Regions from separate parts of the Mus musculus genome. Here region 1 is linked to region 2. The links are chromatin contacts, called in public HiChIP or PLAC-seq maps. All regions are on one chromosome and are shown on one strand. Each heading gives the region's core, a stretch centred on a gene start, on an enhancer-like site or on the middle of the called end of the contact. The rest is flanking DNA. Distances are from core to core; before and after follow the strand shown.

The links. HiChIP or PLAC-seq counts read pairs in DNA pulled down with a chosen protein or histone mark.
Region 1: an H3K4me3 HiChIP or PLAC-seq map of bone marrow-derived macrophages shows a contact between it and region 2, with 4 times the contacts expected there. The contact joins two enhancer-like sites. A contact is called at or near these places in 1 of 39 promoter capture datasets (liver), 3 of 115 datasets of contacts at active chromatin or transcription factors (bone marrow-derived macrophages, embryonic stem cells and large pre-B cells) and 1 of 9 other capture datasets (adipose tissue).

The regions. Positions count from the first base shown.
Region 1 is chr5:144,122,782-144,128,480 of GRCm38.p6, forward strand. All of the region lies in intron 1 of Lmtk2 (lemur tyrosine kinase 2), which reads left to right. Among named protein-coding and RNA genes, the nearest start is that of Lmtk2, 25 kb to the left of the region's middle. Within about 2 kb of position 3,835, at least 104 of the 459 cell types and tissues checked have an H3K27ac peak or open chromatin away from gene starts, as enhancers often do. A contact at or near this core is called in bone marrow-derived macrophages, where this site is marked.
Region 2 is chr5:143,534,212-143,540,031 of GRCm38.p6, forward strand. No RefSeq gene overlaps it. Among named protein-coding and RNA genes, the nearest start is that of Rac1, 9.1 kb to the left of the region's middle. Within about 2 kb of position 3,045, at least 6 of the 459 cell types and tissues checked have an H3K27ac peak or open chromatin away from gene starts, as enhancers often do. A contact at or near this core is called in bone marrow-derived macrophages, where this site is marked.

The sequences.
Region 1 (5,699 bases), core at 2,585-5,084, 590 kb after region 2:
TACAGGAGAAGCCAGCCTGTTGCTTGAACTTCAGCATGAGCTTGAACTTCAGCATGCAGAACAATAAGGTGAACATGTTGCTGGGGGCCCTCAGTCTGTGGGATTTTATTTCAGTAAAAGTTATCCCCTTGTAGAAGTATCCTCTGAGACCTCCTCCCCTTGCATTTGTGTGGTGTGTGCGTGCATGCTCACAAGCATGAGTGTGCATATCTTTGCAGGTATACATGTATGCTTGTATTTGGAGACCAGAGGTCCATCTCAAGAGCCATGCACCTCATTATTTTTTAGACAGTCTTTTTACTAGGACCCGGGGAATCAGTGGTAGATTATAGGTAAGACTAATCCCTGGCCCCATTTAGCTAGGGGCATTAAAGATTGTGTGATCAGTTCTGTGATGAGGAAATGCAATCGGTGTCCAAAGGCAGATCCTCACTTGAGACTCTAGGGATGGTTCCTACTGATGGCAAGGGGTTGTGGGCTGGGGTGGTTGTCAGTTTTAGGTTCCTGGTAGGTAAGTGTAAGGTAGTAAAAGAAGATTGGTGTGGTTAGAGGGAGGACCCCATGGCCCCCAAATGAAGAACAAGGGAAGCTCAGCAAGAAGCTGGACTGCAAAGGTGATAGAGTCTGAGGGTGCAGGACGAGGCCGTAGGAGTCTGAGGATGCAGGACGAGGCCGTAGGAGTCTGAGGGTGCAGGACGAGGCCGTAGGAGTCTGAGGATGCAGGACGAGGCCGTAGCAGCCTGAGGGTGCAGGACGAGGCTGTAGGAGCCTGAGGGTGCAGGATGAGGCCTTGACTGTCCTGCCAACACCTTGGTCTTGGGTCTTGAGCTTGGAACTTGGGAAGTAATGCTTTCTGACTGTTCCAGCCACCCAGCTTGTGATTCTTTGTTGCTCTAGTCCTAGCAGACTAAAACTCTAGTTTAAGAATATATAAGGGGGTGTATTATCAACCCTGACATCCTGAGTGCAGGGCCCAGGACCCACATTGTGGAAGGACCACTCTGAAACCAACAGTGGTACAAAGTAGTAACAGAGTAGTTGTAATGCCTGTAATGAATGAGTAATAAGCAGGTCAGCTGCCCAGGGCTGGGCATCATCATTACTGCTACCACCACCACAAATCCAGGGACTCATACATGCTAAGCCAGCACAGGCTAGCATGGCATTATTGAGTTACATGTCTAGTTCTTAGGCTGCAGTCTTAAATAAACAGGCAATTGGCTCTTGTAGAGCTGATTTGCCAGAGGTCTGAAGCAGCAACTATTTAAAAGGTGAGCCTGAAACATAGCAGAAAACAGCAATCGGAGGCTGCTGGAGTCTTGGCAGAAGGCTGGAGAGCAGACTTCTGCAGAGCACCTGCTGGCATGTGGGAACAGTGTAGCATCATTAAGAATAATTACAAGTCAGGCTTGGTGGCTCACTGCTTTAATCCCTGCACATGCAAATCTCTCTTAAGTTCAAAGCCATCCTGGTCTACATAGCTAGTTCTAAGATAGTCAGGGCTATATAGTGACTCTGTCTCAAAAAAGAAAGGGAAGAAGGAGAAAATCTCTGTTACTATTCTGTTGGAGAACGAGGAGGAAGGCTTGTAGATTTTCACCTCAGATACCAGTTCTCCTCTTACCCTAGCTGCACATGGTCTCTCTTGAGAGGTACTAGCCCACACATGTGCTCAATTTAGTGACAGTATAAGACATTGTCACCTACAGAGCTTACACTTAAGAACTGTACAATTGAGTTACCCCCGCCCACCAAAAAAGAAAATCAAACAAAATAAACTTATAAAAAAGAAATCTTTTAATATAGGCTGGTGAGATGGCTCAGTAGGTAAGGGCATTTGCCATACAACTCTTACAGTCTGAGTTTGATCTGTAGAACCCACAGTGGAAGAAGAGAACCAACTCCCAGAAGAGCTCCACCCAGAGAGATACATAATAAAAAATTAGGTCTCGGGCTGGAGAGATGGCTCAGTGGGTAAGAGCACTAACTGCTCTTCCGAAGGTCCTGAGTTCAAATCCCAGCAACCACATGGTAGCTCACAACCATCTGTAATGGGATCTGATGCCCTCTACTGGTGTGTCTGAAGACAGCTACAGTATACTTATTTATAATAAATAAATCCTTTAAAAAATTAGGTCTCATAATATTTTAATTAAGCTTGTGATTTTTGTGTTGGACTGGGTGTATGTGGCTTACAAGGTGTGGTCTTGAATGTGCCTGTTAGGGTTTTAAGGTGATGAAGAGCTCCTGTGAGGAGTCACCCATGCCAGGGTGGGCTTTTTCCACAAGAAACTCAATGAGGGCCTTCAAGACGGCTCAGCAGCTAAGTTGCTTGCTGCAGAAGCCCAGTGACCTCAGTTCCATCACAGGACCCACAGAAGGGTGGGGAGAACTTACTCCAGGGAGTTATTCTGTGCCCTCCATAGGTGCACCCCACACATACACACACACAGTTTGTGCATAGACAACTGTGGTTGGTTTGTTTTAAAGACACTCATTGGTTCCTCAAGCTAGACTTGGGTGGGATAATTTGTTTGACTGTTGTTGATGCCCTTCCTGGGTGGTAAACAGACATTGTCACAGCATCTAGCCTGCCCTTCTTTAACTCTAGCTACCAGTTAACCACCTGGCAAATGGGAGGACATTCTCCTTACACAAATATGTCAGCTGGGAACCAAAGAGGAATGACACAGAGAGAGAATCAATGGTGTGTGAGCCCCAAGGGATTTGAACATTGGTCATCAATTTCTTTTTACCAGGCGAGTCTCTAGTTAATTACACACGCACACAGGTTTCATTGGAGGTTCTGGGGACCATGCTCAGATAATTGGCTGGATTTATAATGGCTAAATTAATAGGCAGCTAGCAGCTCCTGACCCACTATGAGTCATTACTGGGAAATTACCACCCTTTCCAAATTACCTGTCTCTAAAGCAAATAGCATCTACCTACCTACCTCGTAGAGTTCCCCAAGTTTTCTGCTTAGTAAGTCAAGTACTAGATAGATAGCTATTAGAGGGCTCTGAAAACTGGAATCAAAATGCAGTGGAATGTGCTCTTGGGGTGCCAGGTGTTTTTAAATTGTGTCTCGGGAGAAGCATATTAAGTGACCCAAGCCCCTCATTATCTTCCTCCTCCTCTGTGGAGCCTGAGGAGCTGTCTGAGGGCATGGTGACAGGCTGTCACTGTGGATGTTTTTCTGTAGCAGACGATTGCTTTGTCTTATGCATTTCTGAATGCTGGAGGCAAAGCCTGTTAAAGAGAAACTGGCTTCATAGTGTCCCGACAGTTGCAGCCAGGAGTCTTTCTGAGTCTGGCTTTCTGGTTTAACCACAGAGCTGGGGATTTCAGTTGTGGTTCCTGCTTCTAGAATTTACTTCCTTTCTGTGGTTTGAGCAAACCCAGCTCACCTTCCAGTCTGTGGCTTCATTTCCTCATTTTATAGGAGTTTTTCCTTCACTAGTGTAAGGAGGAAGGCCTGAAATCCCGAGACTCTACATAACAAGCGATGTACAGCGGTGTACCGCTGTAGTCCCAGGAACGGCAAGTCAGGGCTGGAGACTGTTCCTGCAACCCTCAGCCAGCTAGCCTGGCCTACATGGTGAGGTTCTAGAACAGCGAGAGATCTGAGGACCACCACCACCTGACACTGTCCTCCCATATGCACTCAAGTATGTACACTGGCATACATTTGTGCACCTGCCGTTGTGAACATGTACACACACACACACACACACACACCCCAAAAGGGCCAGAGGAGGAAAACAAAACAAAGTACATAAGAAGGTAGGGCTGAGCTTGGCAGGACTCATTGTTAGCATGAGTATGTCTTCTCATGCCAGCCTAATGACTCACAGAAGACCAAGTTGTGAATCAGATCATTGGGCCAGCCTTCAGGCAGCCCTGTGATCCATTTTTATAAGAAATAGGTTAGTGCTTGAAAATTAAACAAACAATTACAGTAAAAGACAGGAAAGGAAATGATATTACCTTTGTAGAGTTTGGAGAAGGGGCTTAGAAGCCCACGCTGCCCATGAGTGTAAATGGTAAACTATGGGGCCAGGTGTGGTGGCACATACCTAATTCTCACACAGAGGCAGGTGCAGCTCTGTGGGTTCCAGGCCAGCCAGGGCTATATACTGAGACAAAAGAATGAAAAAGTTAACCGCAGGAAGGCTTTAAAGCCGAGTTGTCTAGGGAGGGTGGGGAAATGTTCCTAACACCTGGCCACCAGAGCTGCTTTCCCACTACAGGCTCTGGGAATATCAGTTTTCCTTATCTGTGATGTGGAGCTGGTCCAGTTACATCAGGTGTTGTGCCAATCAGATGAAATAATGCTGCATTTTATCAAATCTCAGATACAATCAATTATAAGCTATACCTTTCCTTTTGTACCATTATAAGCAAAGAATGCTGCCAGTTAAATCAACTTGGTTTAAGTGTTATGCCCTTGACATTCAGAGAAGTTAAAATGTAGCGGCAAGCTGGATATAATGGTACACATCTATAATTCTAAACTGAGGACAGAGAATTGAAAGCTTGAGGTCAGCCTAGATTATATAGCAAGTTCCTGTCTAGACAAAAAGGGGAGGGGGCCCTGGGAAGATGGTTCAGCAACTAAAGCACTTGTCACTCAAGAAGGAAGCCTGGAGTTCAGGTCTCCTGAATCCATGTGAACACCAGGTGTGGGGCTGGCAATACTCGAGGTGGAGTAGGGGTGACTGGTCCTATCAATGAGCTCTGGGTTTGATTGAGAGTTCTGCTATGAAAGGATAAAATGTAAAAATGATTGAGCAAGATTGCTGACATTGGTCTCTGGCTTCCAGGAGCATATGTGCACATGCATACACATGGGGGAAAAGTGATGGACAAACCATGGTTTTAAAGTCAGTAAAATCTGACATTGGATATGAAAGCACTTGGTTATACAGTTCTCTAGGGTCACATTTGATCTTTATTGTATGCATCCAAGTGGAGTTATTAAAATTAAAATATGGTGGGCATGGAGAGATGGCTCAGTCAGTGAAGTGCTTCCTGAGTGAGCATGGAGGACCTGATTTGACCCGTAGCATCTGTGTACAGATGCCAGCTGCAGTGGTACCCAGACGCAGTCTTAGTGCTGGCATGGCAGAAACAGGTACATCACTGGGCTTGCTGAACAGCCATTCTAGAACTCAGTGGGATCCAGGTTCAGAGAGACGTGTCAAAAAAAAGTAAGGTGGAAAGCTGAGCAGGGCAGCACATTCTTTTAGTCTTGGCACTCAGTAGCTGGTGTATATTTTGGGGAGCTTGAAGTTAATCTGGTTGGTTTATAGTGAGTTCCAGGTCAGAAATGAAATCCTGATTGGAAAATATATACATATTTTATTTGTATGGGTGTAGACTGTGTGAATGCAGTGCCCTCAAGATTCTCCTGGAACTGGAGTTACAGGTGAATGTGAGCCTCCATTAGGACCTAGGAATCAAACCCAGATCCTATGGAAGAGAAGCTGGTGTCTTTAACCACTGAGCTGTCCCCCAAGCTCTTTACTAGATTCTAGACAAACCTTGGCTGATACACAGGTTCCCTGAAGTCTTCAGCCCACTCCTCAGCATCTCTGGTAAGAATGGGGCATCAGGGTTGCTTTATAGTGGGCTTTGGGGATAGCATTTGAAATGTAAATGAAAAAAATATCTAATAAAAAATGCCTTATTAAAAA
Region 2 (5,820 bases), core at 1,795-4,294:
GGCTTAGCAGGGCAGAGGTAATGCACTCTTTTAATCCCAGCACTCTGGAGGCAGAGGCAGACGGAGCTCTGAGTTTGAGGCCAGCCTGGTCTACAGAGTGAGTTCCAGGACAGTCAAGGCTGCACAGAGAAACCTTGTCTTGAAAAACCAATACACTCCTTCCCCCCTCCATTCCCCCCCCCAAAGGTAGAAAGAAAGTAAAGAGGTTACCCAGTGTCAACTCTGGCCTCCATACACACACACACACACACACACACATGCCCACACATGCGAACACACATACATCAAAGCATTGCTTACTGATCTAATCATAGCTTACTCCTATTTTTTTTACATATTTATTTTTAATTTAGCCGGGCAGTGGTGGCGCACGCCTTTCATCCCAGCACTTGGGAGGCAGAGGCAGGCTGATTTCTGAGTTCGAGGCCAGTCTGGTCTACAGAGTGAGTTCCAGGACAGCCAGGGCTACACAGAGAAACCCTGTCTCGAAAAAAACAAAACAAAGGAAAAAAAAAGGGGGGGCAACCTCAGCTACATAGTGAGTTGGGGACCCTAGCTTAAATTTTATGTATGTATGTATGTATGTATGTATGTATGTATGTACAGCAAGTACAGGTGACCTCAGAGAACAGAAAAGGCATTGGATCCCTGGATGACTTGATGTCACCCTCCCCCACCCCATATTTGTTCTGGAAACCTAACCTGGGTCCTTTGCAAGAGCAGTAGCCTTAATCACGTAGACATCTCTCCAACTGCCCCCATATTTGCCGGAGTGGGTAGAGTTTCTCTATGTGGATTAGACTGACCTGGAACTCACAATGATCCTCCTGCCTCTGCTTCTCCAGCCCCGGGATTAAAGGTGAGTATACCTTGCCCAGTTCACTCTTCCCCCATCTTTATGGCCCTCTTGAGCCTGTAATTGAATGGAGAGCACAAGGTTCATGCTCCTCATTTTGCACAGATGATCAAAAAGGCTTGGTGACTCAGGAGTGTTCCAGAGATCAGTGACATGCAGGAACCAGGCTGGTGACAGCACGGGATTCCACCCCACTGTCTCCCATATAAAATGACAAGGCCTAAGTAATTTTATTATGTTTTATTTTAAAGATTTGTTTTTATTGTATGTATATGTGTTTTTCCCTACACATGTATATGTGGGCAATGTATGTACCTGGTGCATGCTTAATGCCTACAGAGCCAGAAGACATTGAAGTCCCTGGAACTGAAGTTACAGATTGTCCTTAGCTACTACAGAGGTGCTGGGAACTGAACCTGTGTTCTCTGCAAGAGAAAGAAGTGGGGCTGGAGAGATGGCTCAGTGGTTAAGAGCACTGACTGCTCTTGCAAAGGTCCTGTGTTCAAGTCCCAGCAACCACATGGTGGCCCACAACCATCTGTAACGAGATCTGACACCCTCTTTTGGTGTGTCTGAAGACAGCTACAGTGTACTTACATATAATAAATGAATAAATCTGAGAGAGAAAGAGAGAGAGAGAGAGAGAGAGAGAGAGAGAGAGAGAGAGAGAGAGAGAGAAGTGCTCCTAACCACTGAGCCATCTCTCTACCCCTAGTCTAAATCCTTTTTAAAATGGCAAGATGGTGGGTTTCAAGTCGAGGTGTCTCACTGTAGATTTTTTCCCCCACTTTACTATGCATTCAAAACTAATTTTTTGAGCCAGGTGTGGCTTTAATCCCAGCACTCGGGAGGCAGAGGCAGGCAGATCTCTGAGTTCGAGGCCAGCCTGGTCTACAGAGGGAGTTCCAGGACAGCCAGGGCTACACAGAGAAACCCTGTCTCAAAAAACAAAACAAAACAAACAAACAAAAAACAACAAAAAACAAAACAACAACAAAAACAAAACAACAACAACTAATTTTTAAGATGGATGTACTGGTTCACATCTTTAATTCCAGTATTTGAGAGACCGAGGCTGGTAGATCTCTGTGAGTTCAAGGCCAGCTGAGTCTACACATCAAGTTCAAGACCACCCAAAGTTACATAGTGAGACTCTGTCTTAATAAACCAAAAATATATGTGCATGTTCACAGACACACAGGTGTCATGGTGCATGTGTGTCTCTGTCACTGAATTATTCCCTAGCTTCTCCCTAGTGAGCCCTTCTCACAGGGGCTCTACCACTGAGCCACACCCCAGTCCCTCACTGGGGGATTCTAGGCAGGGGCTCTACCACTGAGCCATACCCCAGTTCCTCACTGGGGAATTCTAGGCAGGGGCTCTACCACTGAGCTACACCCAGCCCTTCACTGGGGGATTCTAGGCAGGGGCTCTACCACTGAGCCACACCCCAACTCCTCTTGGTGGGAGTGGGGGAGATTCTAGGCAGGTGCTCTATTGTAGAGCCATCTCTTCAGCCTCTAAAAATTCAGTTCTTCAAATTTAGTTGCCACATTGCAAAAGTTCAGGCCTGATTAGTATAATGGCACATATCACAAAACTTACGAGACAGAAGCAAATGGATATTTCTGAGTTGAAGGCCAGCTTGGTCTACATAGTGAGTTCCAGGACAGCCAGGGGTACATTGAAAGACTCTATGTTAAGAAAACATTGGGGAAGGATTTCTGCCCACTACCTCTCTTTCTCTGGATTTTCAAGACAGGGTTTCTCTGTGTAGCCCTGGCTGTCCTGGAGATCCATCTGCCTCTTCCTCTCAAGTGCTAAGATTAAAGGTGTGTGCCATTACTGCCCATCAGGAAAGGTTTCCTTAAACAAAAAATTTAATTAAATTGTGCATATATGTGTACATGTGTATGCACCCATACACCAATAACTGTTTATGAAAGTTAAAAAAGTAACCAAGACTCAGAGGCTAGACCTGGGACCTGAAGGCTTTTATTCTGGTGGAGTTGACATCACAAATGTAGCCCTTCTGCCTGAGGTCCCTGTGTCACTCCAGAGAAACTGTTGAGTTGTGAGGAGGGGGAAAGAGAATCTTGGTTGTCTGGTCCCTTACTCACCCACTAGGGAAGAGACAGGACCACACACGTGGGGTGGAGGAAGTCCTGTGGGAGAACAGGAAGTTGTGGCTTGGCACTAAAAAAAATAAAATAAAATAAATTCAAAAGGCATGAGGACTGGGAGTTAGTTCAGGCGGTATAGTGCTTACAGTACCAAAGTCTGAGTTCAGTCCCAGGCACTGTAATCCCCATGGTGAAGTTTCAGAGACAGGAGGACCCCTGGGGTGTGCTGGTCAGCCAGTCTAGTTAAATCATCCAGCTGCAGGTAGAGTGAGAGATCTTGTCTTCAAATGTAAAGTGGGGAGCTGGAGGGTGGTTGGCACACACCTTTCATCCCAGCAGAGGCAGAGGCAGGCAGATCTCTGTGAGTTTGAGACCAGTCTCATCTACAGAATGAGTTCCAGGACAGCCAGAGCTACACAGAGAAACCCTGTCTCGAGAAAAAAAATTAAAATAAAAGAAGAAGAGGAGGAAGGAAGAAGAAAAGGAGAAAGAAACCCGACATCAACTATCAACCTGTAACCTTCAAGCACATTGCACACACACACACACACACACACACACACATAAACACACACACAAACACACACAAACCACTCACACACAAACACACAGTCACATACATGTGAGGTGTAAACCTATATACATGCATGAGTGCATACACATATGCACACTCTACACACACAAAAAATGAAAACAATATATAGATTTTAATGAAATAGTTGAGACCAATGCAAATTGTAACTCTTTTTTTTTAAAGGAAATTATATAATTCTGTATATTCTTATTTCACGTTTCTATTTATGTATTTTCTTTCTTTTGGTCTTGGTGACAGGATCTCAGGCCATACAGGATGGCCTTAGACTCACTCTGTTGATGAACTTGACCTAGATTTCTTGACCTTCCTGTCTCCATCTCTCAAGTGTAAGGACTGTAGGTATGTCTGGATTTATCTTTATTTTTTTTTAATATGTATTGTTATTTTTTGTTTTTATCTTGTTCTGGTTTTGAGACAGTGTCGTGTACCCAAGATAGGCTTCAGAATTACTAGATAGCCAAGAATAGCCTTAAAGTCTTGATCCTCTTGCCTCTACCTCCCAAGTGCTGGCATTCCATGGTGGAAAGCAGGACAGATGCCTGTCCCTTGTCCTCTGACCTTCACATAGCCACATCTAACAAAGAAACTAAACTGAATGATCTCCAGAGCAGTGGACAGTGATTATAACACTTATAATCTCCATTGCTCCAATCTCCCTTGACAGCAGTCCACTCCTCTAGCAACACTACTCATGAATCAGCAATGGTAGTTCCATCCAGAAGAAACCGAGAGATTTCACCAACAGGCTTGAGTCTGCGTGAATGGCGAGAAGCCACTGGGCTATCAAGGGAAGTTCTTTGGCAAAGTAGTCTCTATGAAGTCATGACAAGTGAAGACCAGCCATGCCAGGGGAACCAACGCTGGAGCCTCCTCCACTGTCTTGGGGTCCTATTTATATTTATATTCTTTCTAAATGTCACACATCTTCTCATGTGTCTGCCCCAGCAAAACGTCATCTGCCACAACTGAGTTTCCAAAGAAACCAGAAATTTCCACTTCCCTTCACTCTCATAAAGGGCTTAAGGTGGGAAAGGTGTATCTGGCAAGGAAAACCATTGAGCTTAGTGGCAGCTGGAATAGTCAGGACAACCCAAAAGGCCATCCATTTAGTGAAGGGGGATTGTGACCACGAGGAGAAAGAAGGACCGGGTCCCTGATGTTAACTGAGGAGGGAAGGCAGTCAGGATGAAGCAGAGGCAAGTAGTGACTGGTGAAATTCCAAAGGAAGGCTTGAAGATGGTGTAACAAGGGCGTGAGAAGGTGGTCGAGGAGAGGTGACAGTCTAGACATAGGGCCAGGAAGTAGAAAGTAGAATCTATACATGAGCTCAAAATGGCTGACAGAGGTTTCAGGGCGGTGGGGGAGTGGGGGTGGGTGGGAGGAAGCTAGTTGCAGGAAGAGCCAATGGCAGGAGCTTTATCTAATCTATGTGGAGTTTTCAAGAGAGCTCGATGAAGATGTTTTTGAGAGAGCAATTGGTTCATTCGACGTTGCCTGAGAACCAGGGATGACAGGCGATAAGAAAATGCCTATCAGGATTGAAAGCACAGCATGATGCGCACTTTGGTTAATTTTTTTTTTTTTTTTGAGAGATTTGAGGCTGACACTCAGCACCATTATCTGAAGGAAGGAAGGTTGGAACTCTGAAACAAGATGATCTCCGGAAAATCAGAGACTATCTGTGATGGAGATCACCACAGAAACTCCTGTGGCGAGGAAAGTCTCTACCCTTTCTGAGGCTCTGTCTACCAGGACCAAAAACTATTCAGAATGTCTAATGATGAGCCTATGGGTGAAGTCGAGCTGACAGTCCATGCCAGGGCGTGGTCCTTTAGCTTGATGAGTGAGAAAAGAAGATCCCTAAGCCCCTGTGGTGGGATTAGGAGTTTGACAAATGTTATAAGAAGCAGTGACTGCCGTTAGAGAAGATATATCCCGAGGGGTGCAATGAAATTGGTTTTAATGAAATGAGACAAAACCTAGCTATTAGGGTGAAATAGCCAGTGCAGATGGGTCAGAAGTCGTCCAGTGTCTGGGGATGATAATACAGACATGGACGGTAACGTGGAGATGCATGATGCAGTAAGGTAGGGATGCCTGATGTGGTGATGTGGGGAATGCTTGATGAGCTGTGAAAGGGATCCGGGCCTCCAGGAACTCTAGCCGCCTCAATGGCTGGTTGGCTCAGTTATTCCTCTTGAAGATAAAAGAATTGCCTGCTTGATGGGATTGATGGTAGATAATGC